Regions from separate parts of the Rattus norvegicus genome. Here region 1 is linked to region 2. The links are chromatin contacts, called in public Hi-C maps. All regions are on one chromosome and are shown on one strand. Each heading gives the region's core, a stretch centred on a gene start, on an enhancer-like site or on the middle of the called end of the contact. The rest is flanking DNA. Distances are from core to core; before and after follow the strand shown. Region 1 overlaps Dock4 (dedicator of cytokinesis 4). Region 2 overlaps LOC120093247 (60S ribosomal protein L29-like).

Region 1 (3,929 bases), core at 1,271-3,770, 240 kb before region 2:
AATGACTAGAGAACTTTAGTTGTTTTCAGAAGGTCTGTAATAAAGCACTGTAAAAGCTGTCAGCAAGATGCTTTACTTACGTCTTTGGGCCTTCAGCCTTGAAGGAACATGAGGTGGATTCAGTATCCTGAGTGTGTTCGTTAACATTTTGGTTTTAGTTTTTTGTTTTTGTTTGTTTGTTTGTTTGTTTGTTTGTTTTGCTGTGGTCAAAGCAATCTAAGGAAGAAAGAGTTTATTTTGGCTTGTGGTTCTAGAGGGAAAGTCCAGAGTAATAAAGAAGAGAGGGGATAGAAGCAGAACGCTCCGAGAGCACAGCTCACCAGGAAGCAGAGAGAGAACAGGAATAGGATGAGGCTACAAGCTCTCAAGGCCTGCCCCCAGCGACCTACTTCCTCCAGGAAAACTTCATCTCCTGAAGGTCCCATAACCTCTCTCAACAGTCCCAAGGACTGGGCTCTAAGGGTGGAAATACAAGAGTCAAAGGTCAAGCAGGGGTGGCAAGAGTACATCTGGCTTTTAGTTACACTGTGGACTCAATGCTTTCAGTAAAAGCCAATTATAAAAACCACTCCCTTCTGCCTTTCAATCATGGAAGGTGTGCATCTTTCTGAGATAAGCTAATCACTAATGCATTTCTATGCGTTCATATTATTTACCATTCTAAAATTAAACATTTTAGTCATTGAAAATGTATTTAAAATAATAAACCATACCCCAGCGAACTTGTCATTGTTTTAAAGCTGAAATGTTGTATTATAGAAAATTCACCAAATCCTTTATGACTACGAAAGGAACCAGAATCCTGAATGTAGTGTAAACCTTAACATACATATAGACATGTTTACACCTCTACACCACCAGAACATTCAGTGCCCAACACTGTTCTGCATGCTTTTGTGCAACATGCTTTGTTTCCTCAACATTAATGCATTTGATATCTATTTCCACTATTGCACAGTACTCTGCTAGATCAGAATAGTATGGTGTACTACTGCTTGTAGGCTGCATTACTGAGAGGTCAGCAGAGCATGCACATACATGTATCTTCCTGTGGATGTGTGTAATGCTTTTTAATATGTGTACATAAAAAGGGAATGACTAGAACAAAGTTACTGTTAAGAAACAATGTGCCAACATTGGGAGAAATGGCCTAAGTTATCGATACAAAGACTGATTATTTTCAACTTTTTGGCAACTTCAAAATTGGTTAAAATAAAATTTAGAAGGGGGTTAGAAGTGGATAAAAATCTCCCTTTGGAATACACATCATAATTCTCCACAGAATTGCAAAGTTTTGAGTAACTCCCAGGTATAGATGCAACTTCCACAGTACTGGAAATAGCAAAAGGCTGGCTTGGCACTAAGGCCACCAGTCCCCAAATGTCACCACACTGACATGAGACGAAGCTGGTTAGAACACCTGTAGCCAAGCTTGCATATATTTCAAGTACCGTGTCAGTAAAACTGAAGCAATTCTTTGAATGTTTATCAACCACAACAGGATGAAGTTATTTAAACTGGAAAAAAAAATCAATGATTCATTAGCCTCCTAGACTCTCAAGCTATAGTACTTTGCCATCCACATGAGTGACTGTTGAAAGACTCAAACTGAAGCATTTTGAAGGGCATCTGACTAAAGGCTGAGGCACTCTCCTGCTGCCCCCCCACCTCCAGCTATAAAGAAACCTCTTTGAACTCACACATTTTTCCTTTGCCCTTCTAATCCTTATAACCAGCTTGAGGCCCCTGGCCAGGAGAAATATGTGTTTATATGAAGTCCCCAGAAGGCCTAAGAAGAGTGACATGGGCCAAACCCACGCCCAGCCTTGTCCTCTAGGAAGCCTGCCAGGGCTAACCTCATCCGAACTACATCACTCATCGCCTCCTCCCCCTTCAGACTCGAGCATTCCCTCCGCACTCAATCACTTAGCACTTGTGGATGTGTTCACTGGGATCATCTCTAAGTCCCTGTTATGTTTTCTCTTCACACAAAGACTGAGAACTTCTTAGTGTGCTGTGTCAATCCTTCAGCAAGAACAATCGACAGAATGTAACTCAAAGGAGATGAAACAGAAAGGAACATGAGACTTGATTCCTGGTCTTTTCCGTGACCACAGCCTAAGGGTGTACACACTCCTTTCAGAGGCTTTGTAGAGGCTGTTACCGATACATACTGTGTGTGTGCAAGCGTACTTGGTGGCTCTCCCAACAGAGGTAGGTAGACTACTATCAGCTAAGCCCTTCTAAACAAAAGACCGTTAAAGTAACAGTGGTGAGCCGACAGCCAGACAACGAACAGCTTCCGTGGACCTTGTATCTGAAGTGTGCCTTCTCTATCCAGCCTCTTCAGCAGTGGCCCACACTCAGGAACAGTTTGACATTTTAGCACCATATGGCTCAGCGAGGATCCAAAGGCCACACTGAAAACTGCCAGGCCATTTGGCATTTCCCGTACTTGCTCAGGCAGATGGCACTAGGCACCCAGTTCCCAGCTGCAGCCTGGGATAGGTCCAAGAGGACCAGCGTTTCTCCAGTATGCCAGGTCAGCAAGGAGTCAGGGCAATGGCATCAAGGCTGTGTGGTTTGAAACCTTGATGCCAAAACTAATAATCTGGTACTCGCTCACGAGGATTTCTAGCACAGCTGAGAAAATACACAGTGGATTTACAAACAACTGTCTTTCCCTTAGAGGCATCCATCCCTAGTACATTTCTCCACCACAATACCAAGCCCCTATAGCTGCTCCTCTCTGCATAAGACTTGTGGAATTCCCAAGGAAATCTACCAAGCCTGCTAGCTCGGAGCCTGCAGACAAGTATGGACAGGGGGTCTCATCCGAAGTAGTCACACGGATTTCATCATTAGTCCTCTACTTTTCCTTACTAGACTATAAAACACATCTTGGTTGTTAAAACTGGGTTTCTTCCCCTGGGAACATTTCCCTGGGTGAGGAAGCAAAATCTCCACTGTGAAAAGGACTTAGGCCAAGGCTGCTCCAAGGCAGAGACTTGGAGAACTGTCAAGGATCCAGGTACCACAGGGAAGAGATCACAGGCAAGCTTTGCAGAAAGGAAAGATGAATACAGCTGGGAGAAGGGCCTGGGATCAGGAGAGTTCAGGCAGAGGCTGTCACCGCTCAACACATCCCGAGCAGCGTCTGGTGTTTTAACTTTCCATGTCTCATTACTCAGGATGCTAAAACCTCTTAACATATGAACATACACACACTAACACACTTCCCATACTGCACTTAGATTGGTTCAGTACACATAAAACCGAACGACGTGCAAGCATCTGTCATTCTGGGACTGGCCTCAGGGCTTACAACACTATCGTGTTGTACACTCAGAGATATTCCCGGTTTATAGTGCCAGAGCTATCTATTCAGAGAATGAGAAACCCAGACGGGCAGACCATTCCTCTCTTAATGACAGTTAATCTGTATAAAAACCTAACTGGATCATTAAACAGGGCTTTTATATTTCCTTCAGGCTCACCTAAATTCATCATCAACATAGTAAGCCCTGTTCTGCGGACCCCTAAGCAGGAGCAGACTCAAGAGGAGGATTTTTGCATGGAAGTGATATTTTTGTCTGACTTCTCAAGTCCAGGCCACAGCACTCAAGTCACGGAACTCAGCTACTTAGAAGACAAAATAAACAAACTGACTCAGGGCTGGACAGATGACTCAGTACTTAAGAACACCTACTGCTCTTGCAGAGGCCTGAGTTCTCTGAGTTATTAAATAAATAATAGGAGAAGAATACCCCTTAAAAGTTCTAAATACATCAACTCACAAATGATAGATAGTGCAAATATATGTATTTAACAGAGTAGAATTCTTAACCTCAGTGACAAAAGTATAAAGACAGTTGCTTCTTGTTTAATAATGTATATATATATATATATATATATATATATATATATAT
Region 2 (3,813 bases), core at 748-3,247:
CCTCCAGGAGGGTGCACTTCCCCCCTCCCCGCCAGACCTCTCCCTTCCCTGGGCCTTCAAGTCTCTCAGAGGGTAAAGTGCATCTTCTCCCATTGAGGCCAGACCAGGATAGGGTCCAGTCTGTATATGCTTCTGGTTGGTGGCTCTGTCTCTGGGAGCTAACTCCTGGGGTCTGGGATCACTAAGGCTGCTGTGCTGGTCTTCCTACAGGGTCGCTCTCCCTTTCATCTTCCTCAATCCTTCCTCTAATTCAACCATAGAGGTTCCCAGAAGGTGAGGTCCAATGACCAGCCCAACTTGGGATCCATCTCAGGGCGGGAGCGGGGAGGCACCAACTCCTGACTCTAAAATGCTATGGGGTGCGTACAGATGAGAGCCTGGCATGGCTGTCCTCTGAGAGGCTCTGCCAGCAGCTGACTGAGACAGGAACAGATATTTAGTTAAGTGCTCTTAATTCTGCCAGGCACGACTGCTGGGCCACAGCCGGTTCTGGAACGGCCTGGTTCTAAATATCTTGCTCCTTCAAGTGGAAGTCTCTGTGACTGAACATTTACTTCATTTCAGCTGCTGCAGACAGTCTTAACATCTGGTAGCAGGTAACGGCCTCTCCTGAAGAAATATTAGAACTTGGTCATCCTGTCTTTTCTTGAGAAGCCCCAAGGAATAAGACTGTATACAAGCAATATGCATTCCAGGTTGAAGCGTGCACGAACTCATCCACATAAAAAATAAATAAAAGAAAATTCATTTCCTTGTGTTTTCAAATCAGAAGTTATTACTGGAAAGATCTATTAGACTCATATAGAAGTCCTTTCCTAAATTACCTGGTTTATTTTTTGTTTTGTTTCGTTTTATTTTGTTTTTGAGAAAAACTAGCATCCTATTTTTTATGAGCTCATGTGTTAACTGAGATGGGGAACGTTAATATGGGGACAACAGAAATGTAATTATTGAGGTTCTAAGTAGGAAGGAACCTTGGGGACCCCCTAGTGGCAAATTGTCATTTAACACTTGAAAGTGTGGACTGGAGGTGTAGCTCAGGGCTTCAGTACACGCCTAGCACACACAAGGCTCTAGGTACATGCCTAGCACAACAAACAAAACAAAAACTAAAAAACAAAATCAAACAGAGGCAGAAGACTTCATCCAGATCATGGTTATGGTAGAACCAGAACCCCAGGCCTCCTGCTCAGCTGATTTCCCACTCTGTTGCTACCTCAAGATTACTACACTAGTAACCCTCTTTCCAGTGTTCCAGGTACCACACCCATGTCCCCATGCATGCTATGCCATGCAAGGGCCCCACCACCCAAGCAGCTCGTTTTCAACCCTGGGAGGACATGTGCCACACTCCTACAGCCGGGCCTATAGTCTGTGGGCTTGAAGTCCCATCAGAACAGCAAGTACACTTCTGACGAACGTTAGACAGAGCAGAGACTTAGCCACTGACATCAGGGGTTCTCTGAGGTCTAATCCTATGCTTGTCCTCTGCCTACGAGAGGACCTTTCCTCTCTCCTTCCTACCTACCTTTGGTACATGTTTATTTACAACATCAGGTTCCTCGGTGAATGTTATTGCATGCTTCACATGCTTTATGGAAACTTATTTTTGAGATTTATATAATAAATCACTGACACAGAGGTTTATTAAGGTTTTAGGGAATTGTTTCTATAGGATCTTGAAATAAATGTGTTCCTCAAAATTATCAGCTTACATTATTTGAAATAGTCCCATATTTTTGCCGAGCATCTAAGGATCTATAATGAAATATATGCACCATTTAGAAAAGTTCTTTTTTTTAAGTAAAGATTATCTGCTGCAATGCCAATGGGGACTCATTTCTGATTTTGAAATATAGTTTCTAGATACATTTTTTTCCAGAGCACACGTTCATATTAGTTATATAACCTGTTTTTGCAGAGACACCTCCACAGCCCTGTTGCAAACATGGTCAAGGCCACAGTTCTTGGACTGGTAAATATTCTCTTGCCCTCTGCTGGAAAAACTGGAAGCTCTCCAAGGACATGCCGACTAGACATCCACGTGGACCTCAAATATATACTCTTTACCCTGATTGTTTCAGCAAATGCCACCTTGACAACGTACATACCAGAAATGGAAATCTCTCTGTAGTGTCCCGCTTCTTATCAAGACATCAATAAGTCAGGAGTTCTGTGTCATTAAGAAAGTTGTCACCCAGTGTGCTGGAGAGTGTTGTTCTGCACTAGTTATTAATTGACTTGCGTTGTGGTCTCTTCAGTCTCACTCACGTTCAGCACCATCAGCTGAATACAAATGAGACCACAGCCAGAAGAACTAGGGTCTCACAGCTCCCAGGGCTTCCGTGTGTGAGAAGATCCCCCTGAACTTGCTCTGCATTGCCAGGCTTCCCTAGCCCATTCACAGGGGTCAAGGCAGAGCACACCCACTTAGGTAAGGCCAGTAAGGCCACCCCTTTCTCTGTGGGGCAAGTTGGAGGACTGAGCTTTACACAGACCCGACTCATCCCTCAGGGCTGGTGGGGATCCCATGTCGGGGATGGAAGCTTGGCTCATAGATACCCTCTCCTCTTGAGTGATACCGGAAGTCTAGTGTCTGGAGGAAGTTCTGCAGCAACTGCTTCTCTTCGATTTCGATTTCTCCATTTAAAGCTCAAGTAAACTTTGCACAGTCGGCCCTCTGGGTCCAGAGGTTCTAGATCCTCAGATTGAGCCAAGTGTGGAAGGAAGGGTTTTGAGAACGACTACATGCATGCTGACATGTGCAGACGTTTTGCTTGTCGGAATACACTATTTACAATGCATTAGGAATTACAGATAAAGTACAGGTGGTTCAAATTAGATGAGAGAACATGTGCAGGTGGTCTATGAATTTTACCACTTGCCACCATTTTACACAAGGGAGTTGAGCATTCAAAAATGGTGATGTTCTCTGAGGTTCTGGAATCAATCCCTATGGATACTTAAGCATGATTATATTATTCTATCTCCTACTTATGCTAATGATACATGTTTTATCTATTTGCTTGCTTGCTTGCTTGCTTATTTATTTATTTATTTATTTTAGTTCTTGCCCCTGGCGTCATTTTGTACTTTTTCCAGAGCTGGGGTCTGTTGGAGAGGTTTCAGGTTATGTGGTTGTAGTTCTGCTTGTATGTTCAGCAGATGCTCTGTTGGTTTACCGGTCTCTTTGTTCTGTCAATAGGACAGGAGAAGAGCGAGGGCAAGTCTGGGGGAGCCAGAGACAATGGATGAGGCAGTGTATTACCCAGTGACACTGAGGTAACGAGGTTTGTGGGACTAAGATTAAAGTAAGACGAGTCACCGTGATGGCGAGCTTTCCTCTGGATGCGTCCAGCTGCTTCCTGCTATAGTTCTGTTAAGTGAGTACAGAAAAAACATGCAAAACAGATACAGAGGAGTCTGATTCCACCGGTGACTCAGAGTAGCCTGTGTGACTGGACAAGGGGTTGCTGTGCATATAGATCTAATTATCACATAAGAGTATTCAGGAACTCTCAAAAGCAGGGTAGTGGACCAGAGATGTGAACTTGTTGTTCAGAGAAGAACAACATAATTTAAAAGGTGGCCCTAACTAAGCACGGTGTTGCACGTCTTTAATCCCAGCACCCTGGAAGCAGTAACAGGCATATGTCGGAGTTCAAGGCTAACCTGGTCTGTAGACCGGGTTCCAGGATAGCCAGGGCTACACAGAGAAACCCTCAGTCCATCCAAAAAAAAAATGACCCTCACATATGTGAAAAGCTATTCAACATTGATTATGTTTGTAGAAACATAAATTAAAAACAAGTA

The links. A called contact is a pair of places that touch in the nucleus more often than the background predicts.
Region 1: a Hi-C map of liver shows a contact between it and region 2, with 8 times the contacts expected there. The contact joins two enhancer-like sites. A contact is called at or near these places in 4 of 12 Hi-C or Micro-C datasets (the A7r5 cell line, kidney, liver and 1 more).

Annotation. Positions count from the first base shown.
Region 1 is chr6:63,289,057-63,292,985 of GRCr8, reverse strand. All of the region lies in intron 1 of Dock4 (dedicator of cytokinesis 4), which reads right to left. Among named protein-coding and RNA genes, the nearest start is that of Dock4, 51 kb to the right of the region's middle. Within about 2 kb of position 2,520, at least 52 of the 93 cell types and tissues checked have an H3K27ac peak or open chromatin away from gene starts, as enhancers often do. A contact at or near this core is called in liver, where this site is marked.
Region 2 is chr6:63,049,470-63,053,282 of GRCr8, reverse strand. All of the region lies in intron 1 of LOC120093247 (60S ribosomal protein L29-like), which reads right to left. Among named protein-coding and RNA genes, the nearest start is that of Ifrd1, 35 kb to the right of the region's middle. Within about 2 kb of position 1,997, at least 1 of the 93 cell types and tissues checked has an H3K27ac peak or open chromatin away from gene starts, as enhancers often do. A contact at or near this core is called in liver, where this site is marked.